2 separate regions of the Sus scrofa genome follow, and region 1 is linked to region 2. A link is a contact called in public HiChIP or PLAC-seq data. All regions are on one chromosome and are shown on one strand. The core of a region is the stretch at or near the end of the contact, and the rest is flanking DNA. Distances in the headings are between cores, read along the strand shown.

Region 1 (6,159 bases), core at 164-2,663, 120 kb after region 2:
AGTGGCAACATTTAGAATAGATGATGTCAAAGACAAAACCTAACCAATATTTATGCCCTTGAATTTCATTTATTCGGATTCATGCAGTTTTGCACTAAAGATGTGAATCTAGCCATCTTTACTATCTGGTGGAAACACTAAAGGACTTCGGGTTTACAAGATAAATTGCTATGACTAGAGTAAGAATCATAACGGGGGAACAAGAGTTAGTAATGTGATGTTTCACATCTCTACACTGAGCATCAAGTACTTTTAAAAGAGATAATTTAGGGGGAGCTGTTACTGAGGGTAATTAAATCTCTCCTTTTTTCCTGGAACCCATTAAGTCAAATTTTTCTTTTTTTCTTTTTTGTCTTTTTGTCCTTTCTAGGGCTGCACCTGTGGCATATGGAGGTTCCCAGGCTAGGGGTCTAATCGGAGCTGTAGCCACCAGCCTACGCCAGAGCCACAGCAATGCAGGATCCCAACTGTGTCTGCAATCTACACCACAGCTCATGTTAACCCACTGAGCAAGGCCAGGGATCAGACCCACAACTTCATGGTTCCGAGTCGGATTTATTAACCACTGAGCCACTACTGGAACTCCTCAAATTTTTCTCTTTTTACCACCAATCTATGTCTTCCCTCTTTCTGTACCCAACCTCCTTGACCTGGAACACATTTTTATAGCGGGAAGGGGAGGAGAGAAGCAGGGCCCCCACCTGTGACTTTTACACCACCTTTGATTCAGCAAATACTTCAGTCTTCGGATATGAGGGATGGTGAATTTCTCAGTTCCAGATTTGAACATTTTGAGACATATTAGTGAAATTTAAAAGTTCATTAAGTGTTCCAGCATAATCACAGAATTAACATATTCATAGGACAACTTCAGTTAAGGATATGTGTTTCTGGATCAATTGGTACCTGATGGCTCAATGGAGACTTAAACTTTTAATGCTGCAGTTCCTAAACTTAATTCGGAGTGAAAGCTCCTACGCCCTATGGTCCCCAACTCCCTGCTATGTTCTATTTTAGCTTTCCAATCTAGAAGCGGTGTGACTATACTAGAGTAGAATGATAAATATTTCTTTGGTTTTGTCCAAGAAAGGAAAAATGAACAAGTATGGTCAGGGACAGCTGAGAGCAATGGTAAATACAAAAACCAACAAAGCTACTTGCTTATATTTGTTAAAGGCTTAGAACCACAAGTGGAAGAAATGCTAAGCACTCATACTTTCAGATACAGGTGCCTTAAAGTGACTACCTGAATGCTGTGTTTGGCCACAGCTGGAGTCTGTGCTAAAACTCTGGGTCTATGATCCACTTAAGTTTCATATGGTTTTGGTTCCTCATCAATAAAACAGGGTTAGGAATTCCGACCAGTTACACTTGCAAGTCTGGTAATAGTTTACTAATTGAGGATCACAGAGAACTGTGAGAACATTAAGTGAAACGAAACAAAAAGCATCTTTCAAAGGTCAAATAATGATGTGTCATGAACACTTTTTTTTTTTCCCCAAAGAGTCGCTTTCTGGGTGGCTTAGGAATTTCTAGTTAGAATTCTCATGTTCCTAAGAGTCTTTTCTTTAATTCATATTTATGAGTTCGCATTTTCCAATAGACCATCTTAAAGAATAAAAACATCGGTACTTTTACACAAGTATATACGGACAACTTCAGTTAAAATGCCACACCTGATTCACCTGGGCTTAGATGAGAGTCTTCTGAATGGCTGGGGCCACCTACGCACAGGCAAGTAAATATTCCAAAGTTCTGAGTCATCTCAGACATTTTGCCATTTCCAAGTAGGGTCATATGTCAAACTGTAGGAGAGTATTTCTCAAACAGTAGTCTCTATAAGCTTCATCAGAGGGGACTTACTGGAAACTCCCTTCCGAGCTCATGTTCAGGATTAGCATTAGGGCAAGGCTGTAGCGTTCAATGAGCATCCCAGGTGGTGACTATACAGCTGATTCACTGACCACACTTGGAGAAACACAGAGATTATATTTAACCTAATTTCATTAACCCTTTATTCAAAGGTGACTCATTTTTGCAAAATTTGCTTGGGTTTAGTCTACCTTCCAGGCATCACAATTAGGCTTCCAGTGTATGGGAGTAGCTAGAGTTGTTAAAGATTAGATTTATACTTGATCATTTCTAATATTCGAGGAATTCTCTTTTACTTCCTAGGACTTCAAGAGTCACAGTGACCGGGAGTTCCGGTCGTGGCTCAGTGGTTAACAAACTGACTAACATCCATGAGGATGCAGGTTCAATCCCTGACCGGTGTTGCCCTGAACTGTGGTGCAGGTTGCAGATGTGGCTTGGATCTGGCGTTACTGTGGCTGTGGTGTAGGCCAGAGGCTACAGCTCCGATTGGACCCCTAGCCTGGGACCTTCCATATGCCACAGGTGTGGACCTAAAAAGACAAAAAAAAAAAAAAAAAAAGAAAAAAGAGAGAGAGAGAGAGTCACAGTGTCTGAATGAAATAATGCCATTCATTTACGGCAACATGGATGGACTGAGAGATTATTATAAAAAGTGAAGTCAGACAACCATATGATATTACTTATATATGGAATCTTTTAAAAAGGACACAAATGAACTTATTTGCAGAACAGCAACAGGCTCACAGACTTCAAAAACTCACGGTTCCCAAGGGGACAGGTGGTGGGAGGGATGGACTGGGGGTCTGGGATTGGCATATGCACATTGAGTGTATGCAATGATTGGCCAATGGGAACTTGCTGTATAGCAAAGGGAACTCTACCCAATATTCCGTGATAATCTATGTGGGAAAAGACTCTGAAAAAGAATGTGTATATGTATAACTGAGTCACTTTGTTGTACAGCAGAAATTATCATCACAACATTGTAAATCAACTACACTTCAATAAACCTTTAAAAAAAGAGTGTCCAGATGCTTGGCATCAAGGCCCTGATTTAGATATACTAATCCAAATTATTCAGGTCAAACTCTCCTCACTTGATTTTCTACTGGAGTCAATCTTTCTGGAGACTTTTCCTCTTTGAGAGTGATGATGAGAACGAGGAAGAGGAGAATGAGAACAACTGCAACACTATTTCATTTGCTGGAGATATTTGAGTCTCATAACTACCTTTATGGAGTTTTTAAGGCTTCACTGCACAACAGTTTGTGAAAGCACTTATTCATTTAACAAATATTCAGTAGAACCAATAATGATTTTTAACTGCAATGAAGGGAGTGATTAATCCTTTCCACCTTGCTTAGGAATGAGGAAGGCAATACCATCTTAGATAAGTGACAGATACCTTCTCCAGATGCCTTTCACTAATTTATAATTTAGTGAGTGTAGGTCATTAGCAACGGCTCTAGAAGAAGGTTCTTTCTTACCTTCCAAACTCCACAATCACACGGGTACATTTTCTGGATAAGAATGATAAAAAATCCAAGTAGATAAATACAGGAGAGTATTTCCAATTAGATTTTTCAAACTAACTTAACTCTTTGAAACTGCCACTTCCCATGTAGAAGTGGGAAAGACTGTGCATACAATGGTGAATAGATAAACTCATCTCTGAATTTTAAAAGAGGTGTCACTACTGCATTATCTTTTAGTTATAAGCCCCCAAGAAAAGAAAAGTTTTAAAATTCACAGCATTTACCAATCTCTTCATTGGACTTGGTTTCACATCCTTAGTATAAAACACATTTAGTAGAATCCAACATTGAAAGAGAAGAATTTCTGGACTTTACTTAAGTCAGTATTATATTAAAGGAGAAAACACCTTATGCTTTTAGCGGAGGTTAGTTATTGGTTTTAGACTATATCTAAACCAAGCCAACCAAGTACATTCTTAGTTACAACATGGATAAAGCGCACAGTGTCCTTGCCCATCATGAAGAAAGAGCCAAGTAGATATGCTGAGATATGGCATAGTTTCACCTTCTACTATATATGTGTATATGAATCCATCTATATGCATATATACTATATATATGCATCTATACTTGAAAAAGTACAACTTCCTCACTTGTATGATGGGAATGTAGGTGCTTATGTAAGTAACCCGCTGACGAACTCCAAAATGTAGGCATCAATGGATAGTTGCCAACACATGTTTGCCGAGGGTCCTCGAATATTTCAGACAGTACAGGGGATAGTGCAATAAACTAGAGTCCTAACTTCAAAGCTCTAAACTTCCAGGTGGGAAAGATAAAACAACAAATGTTAAAAAAATGAATGAGATCATTTCAGCTCAGTGTTGTGTGGAAGATAAAACGGGACAACACTGAGTAATGTGGTCCACAGTAAGGAGGTGTGGAGCAAGAGGTGACACAGAGGGTGACATGGTCAGAGAAGGAATCCTGAGGATAGGACATGAGTCGGGGTTGGAATGATGAAAAACAGGCACCCTAAGTGAAATTAGGCAGTGAAAGACACACCATCATATGATACTACTTCTATGTGGAATCTAATAAGAGGATACAAATGAACTTATCTGCAGAACAGAATCAGACTCTTAGACTTTGAAAACGTTATGATTACCAAAGGGAACAGGTGAGAGGGAAGGGTGGACTGGGGTTTGGGACTGGCACATGCACACTCAAGTATATGGAATGACTAGCCAACGGCACCTGCTGTAGAGCTCAGAGAACTCTACTCAGTATTCTGTGATCATCTACGTGGGAAAAGAATCTGAAAGAGTATGGCTGTATGTATATGTATGACTGAATCACTTTGTTGTACATCAGAAATGGTCAAAACCGTCTAAGTCAACAATACTTCAATAAACTTTAAAAAATGGAACAAAAAAAGATAGAAAATAGGCACCCTACTTGTGGGGCTTGGGAGGGAGTAGCGTGGAACATTCCAGAAAGAATGAACAATAAGTACCTGCACTGAGCTGGAAGCATGGAAGAGGGACAGAAAGAAATCAAGTGTGGCTCAAGAGCAGTAAACCAAGTGAGCAGAGGCAGATCATCTTGGGGAGAAGGCGGGTGGCGGGAACAGTGCTAGATCCTATAGGACTTGTGATTTTACCTACAGGTCACTGGAAACCACTGGAGAAAAGTTTTCAGCAGGGCAGTAAGACTTTTATTTATGCTTTAATGGGGCTCCTCTGGTTGTTATCCAGAGGATAATCTACAAAGGGGCATGAGTGGAAGCAGCATATTAAGTTAGGAAGCTGATGAGATGGGCTGGACTAAAGTTTTAGTGGCAAAGACATTGAGAAGCAGTCAGCTTGGGGTTATCTTTTAAGGATAAAACCAAAAGTAACCTGCTAAGGGATTAGCTGAAGATTGTGAAAACAAGAAAGGAACCTAGATGGATGCTTAGGTTTGGGGCTCAAGCAACCAGGCAGATGGGGAAGGCTTGAATTTGCGTGAAGGATTTTTGGGCGATGTTTTGGTGACCTGACATCTAATGGTTGGTCGATTCGTATGCATTTAGAGCAAGAGGGAAGGTCAGGCTGGAGAATGCTGATATCTGAAGGTTCTGGATGGACATTACCTGGCCATAAAGTGAAGACAGGAAGAGAAGAAGGCTGAGAATGAAGCCTTGGATGTTCCACCATGTAGAGAAAGAGAGCCAGGAAAGAAACTGTAAGCCAGGGAGCTTCGGCACACACTCGGCTTAAGTGAGGACTATTCCCCTTCTATGTGGAGCATCACTCTGCCATCTGCCACCATGGGGACATGGACTGGGTATACGCTGCCTGCAACTACTCTTTAATGGGCTCTCTAAACAGATTCAATGCCCAGGGTGAGGAAGCACTTTCTAAAGAGATTCCAACTTATCCATTATTATTAGCTTGATCAAAGTGTCATGTGTTTATTTTAGTGAGTCAGTATTGACTTAATGAGTCAGTTTTACAGTACCTTTAGAAAGATACTATTTTTTTTTCACCCATATTTCCTGTGTTGGGAAGAAAAAAAAAAAGAAAAAGAAACAAGCCACTAAATAACTCAGCTATGGTCTATTATTACATACTTTTAGGTACTCATGTATTTGCATAATCCTGTCCTCTTTCTCCTAATACTTTCAACTACTACATGGCCTTGGGAAATTGCTTAAGGATTTGTTTCTGAGAGAGTCCTCACAATCTAGATAACCTAAAAATGTTCTCCCTGAAGAGTTACCAAAAGTTATCACTAGTGGAGCTCACTCACCCTACATTTCTCCCTA
Region 2 (5,922 bases), core at 2,622-5,121:
TACATAAAACTGGAAGAAAAAAAGAAAAAAATGTCCATGAATTAAATACATTTTCCGTACCTACGCTTACAAACGTCTTTTAACTCCCAGAGTTAATCAGCCTTTGGGTACTAATGATATGCAGAAAATGACAAACTTTTGCTTTTTAAGCAAAACCACTATTTTTCATCAAATCTAAGATGCAACCTGCTACCAACAGATTCCAATTTACATCCTGATTCTATAAATAAGCAAAAATGAAAAAATACATGTGCCTCTTGGAAACGCTGACACATGTTAGAACAGCTGGTAAAATAGCTACTTTCTTGTTGAGGACAGTGAAATTCGAAAGTGTACTGGGTTCAGACGCTACTCATTGTTAACTCTGGAACTTAGATCTTCCGTTCCCTTATAGAACCATTTTGTTTCTCAGTTCACTGAATACATAGTTACTGAAAGTTTTTTCCTTTTGAAAGTACCAAAAAAATCCCACAACATCTCAGAGCTTTGGTGAACACACATGGAGAGCTGTCAGTCTAAAGTTCTTGAAATAAAAACAGCAAACAGAAGACACTGACTGCTAAGCACTTTTCAGTTACAACATGCATTTCTTGAAAACTAAGGAATGGCGCAACTTTTTTTTTTTTTTTTTTGGCTTTTTAGGGCCGCACCCTTGGCATATGGAGGTTCCCAGGCTAGGGGCTGAAACGGAGCTGCAGCTGCTGGCCTACACCTCATGGCAATGCCGGATCCTTATCCCACTGAGTGAGGCCAGGGATCGAACCTGCGTCCTCATGGATGCTGGTCAGATTCGTTTCCACTGAGCCATGTTGGGAACTCTAGTGCAACCTTATTAAAGAGTTGTTCTGGAAAATTCAGTCAAGAGGGTTATGGGGTCAACTCTTTTGACATAATTTGGTGACCAGACCTCTGGCTTCCTTTGTCTATCAGTGGTCTGAGGAGCATGTTAGGAAGCTGATAAAAATAGCTTCAGTTAAACTCCAGTCTCTCTCTTCCCTCAAGAAAAGCTTTCTTGCTTAGCAGTGTTACTGGAGAATTTGGGCTTGGTACTTAGAGCCTTCCTGTACTCACTGGAAAACTGGAGTCAGGGCCTCAGGCACCACCAGCCTCATGTCTAATGATCACATCAGACAGCAGGCTTCAACCGCTTTGTACAATTTCCTCTGTCTCCCCCTCTTTTCTGCAGTTTTTTTGTTGTTGTTTCGTTGTTATGGGTAGTGACAGTTTCTGGTTTCTTTCGTTTATCAACGGTTTCCTTTACCACAGCCTCTATTCCTCCCCTCCCACTGGAAGCCTGGCACGACTGGACGCTGGAAGAAAAACCACAACTGAATAGCCTGGCACTTACTTTAACAGTCATTTCCAACCACAGATTAATACTATTACTGGATTTGACTAACGGCTCTCAATCAGCCCAACTGTCATCACTTGAGAACATGTGAGCCAGTGGAAGCCAAAAAAGGGAAAATATAAGCAAATCCACATCATGCTTATAGTTTTACTGATTTCTCATCTTTGGAATCCAGAGGAACTATTCTGAATCTCCTCTTCTTGGTTCTCCTTCAGAATCAGTGTCCTGTATGGATCCAGAGATAAGGCAAACCCCAGCTCCAACTAGCTGGAGGCTTACGTCAGCTGGTGCGGTTGCCATGGACACCAGTGAGCATAAGGGGGCACCTGCTCTGTTGCCGTGGAGTGCGTGTGCATCCTGCACTGTCAGGCCTAGAAGCTGCACTGGCTGCTGGTGTTCACGTAGGTTAAGGACCCGGCATCAAGGTTCATACAAAGGGGTCCTGTAGGAGGCTCTGTGTTGACAGTGCTGGTGCTCCACGCTGGCCTGTCACAATCAGGGTCCAGGCTTTTCTTCTCATTTATTTTGACGCACCAGAGCTAGCACAGGTGGTAGGGTTTTCTGATAAAGACTAAAAGAGGGTGGTAAGGCGTATCATATGGGCTACGAGTGGCTCCACTAAAATCAGGTTCTATCCGAAATCAGAGCTTTCTGCATTAACAAAAACTGCATCATACAACAGGAAAGGCTTTGGAAAGCCGTTAGTGATCCCCATCTTTTGGTCCTGAAAGAATCTAACCTATCTGTGGAGAGAAGAGGATCTGAATCACTATTATTTTCTGATTTAACAATGGTTGGATCCCACTCTGAGTGTTGTGTACACATTAATCCCAGTCTTTTTCCCTAAAAATGTGTTGAAAGTCATGTGATGAATACATATGTCACTGGTGGGAAAATAAAATAGAAAAATCTTTCTGGAGGGCAATTTGGCTCCAGGTATCAAAGGTTTGAGGGTTTAGAATATTCTTTACCTCACCATTCCACTTCTAGGAATTAATCCTAATTCCTGGGAAAAGTGGTGGGAATGAGGGAAACCTTAATTACAAGAACACAGATAACGATCTCGCTTTTAAAAAGGCTTGTGAATTTCACTCACCAAATATTTACTACTTGCCTACCAATATTTAAATACAAATAAATAAGATCATGATTTTTTTATATGAGAAAAACAAGTTACAAAAAGCATGAGCTCATTTAATAAGAAAATCAAAAGATTATAACATACAGGCAAAACAATCAAGACACCTGTTAAGTAATTATTAATGGTCATCTCTTGGCTCCTGGTTGATGGTTTTCTTTCTTCTTCTTTCTCCTCACCTTGAAAAATAAGTATTTTATAGAGCTTTTTTGACATTATATAAATTTCTTGATCTGCATCAAAATATGTTCACTCAAAGTTTTAGCATCATTGATACTTTTCTAAATCTACCATTCTATCTATATTTATTAGTTGGCATTCTAAATTAAGAAAGAGCTTTCCCTTCTCTGCCATTTACTTGTCCACTTCTAAGTATGGACTCACGAACTTGTGTTTTATTTAATGGGTTTAATCCATTTCTATAATTATATATGTTGATGCTCAAATTATTTCAGAATTATCTAATGGTTCCCTTTAAGCTGAATCCTGTGCACTTCTGACATGTTACCATAATTTTTTTTAGCATCTTCTTACTTTCTGGTACAATAAGATGCTCTAGGCTTATCCTGTACGCTTTACTCATATTTTAAAAAAAGTTTTACAGTAAACTAACACGACTTTTGTTAAATGAAGAACACAATGCATACTATTTAAAAAAGAAATCTTATATTAAATGTAAGATTTTAAAAAAAAGTCTAGATTACTGACTTTCTATGGTTCAGAAACATTAAAAGCAATCGAGCTCCTCTTTGAATTCCAAGCGAGATGGAAAAGGGGAGCATCAGCCTCACAAATCTGTATGAAAGGCAATTACGTCCAGCAAGATCATTAAATGCTCAAGTCATTGCTTTTTTTCTTGGTCAAGTCCTGTCAACCTGCCACTAAATGAAAGGGAACAGTTAAAGTACATTCTGTTCAGTAAATGTCTCATAGCTGAATGTCGCCTCACTTCCCCCCTCAGATTAACTGCATAGAAAAATGAGGGGGACAAAATCATTTTCATCTGTGATTGAGTTTCTTCCTGCTGACTGTTTGGAGTTTCCCTATGAGTTGTTGTGAGCCACCTCTTCCTGTGGTTCCAAACAAGAATCTCTGACAGCTGATTACACCCTGGGGACTGCACTCTGGATTCTGTGAGGTACTAAGGACAATGACACAGGGGTCCCCAATTCCTGCCTGTCACAGTTAGTAGAGCCCTCACCTGGAGTGCCTGTCTGGCTTCTCTACTCTTGCTAGATGGGTTTGCTGAAACTCACTGTATGCTCAGCCTCTAACCAGACTCCTGGATCAGTTTTAGCCTTTGTGGTGACTGTGGTGGGGTGGAGGGGAAGAGACACCAGGAACCCTGCGACAATTAGTCACTACTTCAATATTGAGTCATGTGGCCATCCTGCCCAGTCGGCTGTGACCTAAGTTCATACTTTGTGCTCTTAGGCATGAGGCTTTGCCTAAACCTCAGCACTACAGGTCCTATGTTTTTTGACTCTGAGTTCTTCTTCTTCTTCTTCTTTTTTTTTTTTTGTCTTTTTAGGGCCACACCCGAGGCATTGGGAGGTTCCCAGGCTAGGAGTCTAATCTGAGCTGTAGCCGCTGGCCTATGCCACAGCCATAGCAATGCAGGATCCGAGCCGCGTTTGCAACCTACACCACAGCTCATGGCAACACTGGATCCTTAACTCACTGAGCCAGGCCAGGGATCAAACTTGTGTTCTTATGTATACCAGTCACATTCATTTGTGCTGAGCCACGACAGGAACTCCATTTTTGACCCTGAATTCTTCAAATGCCTAGGGTTACCTCTGACAAGAAGTCACCCCTTATCCTGTTCTAGAAAAATGATGCCCCAAGGCACTTTAACAGTATGAACAAAAATAACAGTGGCCAAGTTTTGCTAAGCATAGGCAGTGCGAAACAAAAACTCACTACTTTACATGTGCTGTTTTATTTAACCTCAGATTAACACTAGGTGAGAGGTCTATATTAATATCCTCATTTTACAGTTGAGGAAACTGAGGTCGAGAGATGGTTAATAATGAGTCACCATTAGCCAACTAAGAAGTGACAGAGATGAAACTAGATGCTCCAAAGCCAGAGCTTGCAACCACTTCACTAGACTGCAGCCTCAGAGATGGAACTGTTAGTGGATTGGAGACTCTGAACAAAAATTCCAGGTTTTTTTTTCTTTAAAGAAAAAGTAATGAATGGAAACCACTCTGGTAAGCTGGATGTTGAGACCAAGTGGTGTTGCTTATTTGAATCTAAGAGAGGGATGGAGGGATCCTAAGGAACCGTGAGTCCACTAAGAACACGAAACAAGTCTGCCACACGGGACTTCAAGTATTCCTTCATTCCTTCAGCATCTTGAGAATCTGGAAGGCTCTTCACTGCTGAGTGCAGGGAACATAGGAATGAGGGAACTGATGTGGTCCCTGATCTTGTAGGGCTTATAGTTCAGATACGGAGAAAGGAAAGCAATCTGTAAAGGGTGAGTATTATGAAGAAAATAAGATGCTCTGGTGAAGAACAGTGTGGTTAGGAAAGGCCTCTCTAAGGAGGTGACATTTAACCTAAAGGATGACACAGAAGAGGAAGAGCTGATGAGGTCTATTCATTTCTCTTTCATCTTTAGCAACAACTGGAATTTTCAAGTGCTTTTCAAGGGTTGTTGACAACTCGGGTTCTGTTAAGCAGGTCAACCACTGCCTTACAATCCCATATGCTTTATCACTAATGCCTTCTCCACCCAGTTCAAAACATCACAAATATGACACAAATGAGATTTGACTATCCAGTCTAGAACGATCCTCATTTTTTTCCCCCTCCATACAAAGAAGCACTTCAGAATCAGGGACAAGACGAATGCTCTTTGCATCTCGCAGAGTTCATCCAAGTGTACTAGTTGTTTCTCCCCCGTGGAACTGTCCTATCAGCTTTAGGAAAGATGATGAAAGAAAAGAAATGGGCCCAGAGGATCCAGAGAAAACAAGGCCACACTTGCTTTTCATGTGGGCCCTTAGTGGGGAAGAGTGGAAGGCAAAAGCAGGGAACTGGGTCCAAATTTTTTTCTATCAATGCTGTGGTCTGAGGCACTCAAAACCAGAAGGCTTTTAGGGCCAGCACCGGGGAGTTCTGACCTGCCTTCTTTGCATTTCTGGAAATGGCTATTTCATTATTATCTTACAAGCAGAAATTCAGCAGCGTTAGCTGAAGGCAACAGCATGAAGACTCAGGGTCTTCTTTTATTAGAATCCAACTGCGCTTTTCTCTGCAAGAAGGGACGCTCCCTGAGGATATGTGGGGTTGGAACTGGACGCCACACATAGCTAAGAAGGGGCATTTTGGATGTTTAGAGAATCATGATTATTTTTTCGGTGTGTGTGTACAAAGACTGTAATAAAATGGTCCCGTGCTTGCTTTCTTTTTCTTTTTCTTT

What was found. HiChIP or PLAC-seq counts read pairs in DNA pulled down with a chosen protein or histone mark.
Region 1: an H3K27ac HiChIP or PLAC-seq map of alveolar macrophages shows a contact between it and region 2. The contact joins two enhancer-like sites. A contact is called at or near these places in 1 of 47 Hi-C or Micro-C datasets (embryonic fibroblasts) and 2 of 2 datasets of contacts at active chromatin or transcription factors (alveolar macrophages and skeletal muscle).

What each region holds. Positions count from the first base shown.
Region 1 is chr9:72,683,913-72,690,071 of Sscrofa11.1, forward strand. All of the region lies in intron 3 of CDK6 (a long non-coding RNA gene), which reads right to left. Among named protein-coding and RNA genes, the nearest start is that of CDK6, 79 kb to the right of the region's middle. Within about 2 kb of position 1,414, at least 13 of the 83 cell types and tissues checked have an H3K27ac peak or open chromatin away from gene starts, as enhancers often do. A contact at or near this core is called in alveolar macrophages, where this site is marked.
Region 2 is chr9:72,557,405-72,563,326 of Sscrofa11.1, forward strand. All of the region lies in intron 5 of CDK6 (a long non-coding RNA gene), which reads right to left. Among named protein-coding and RNA genes, the nearest start is that of FAM133B, 57 kb to the left of the region's middle. Within about 2 kb of position 3,872, at least 27 of the 83 cell types and tissues checked have an H3K27ac peak or open chromatin away from gene starts, as enhancers often do. A contact at or near this core is called in alveolar macrophages, where this site is marked.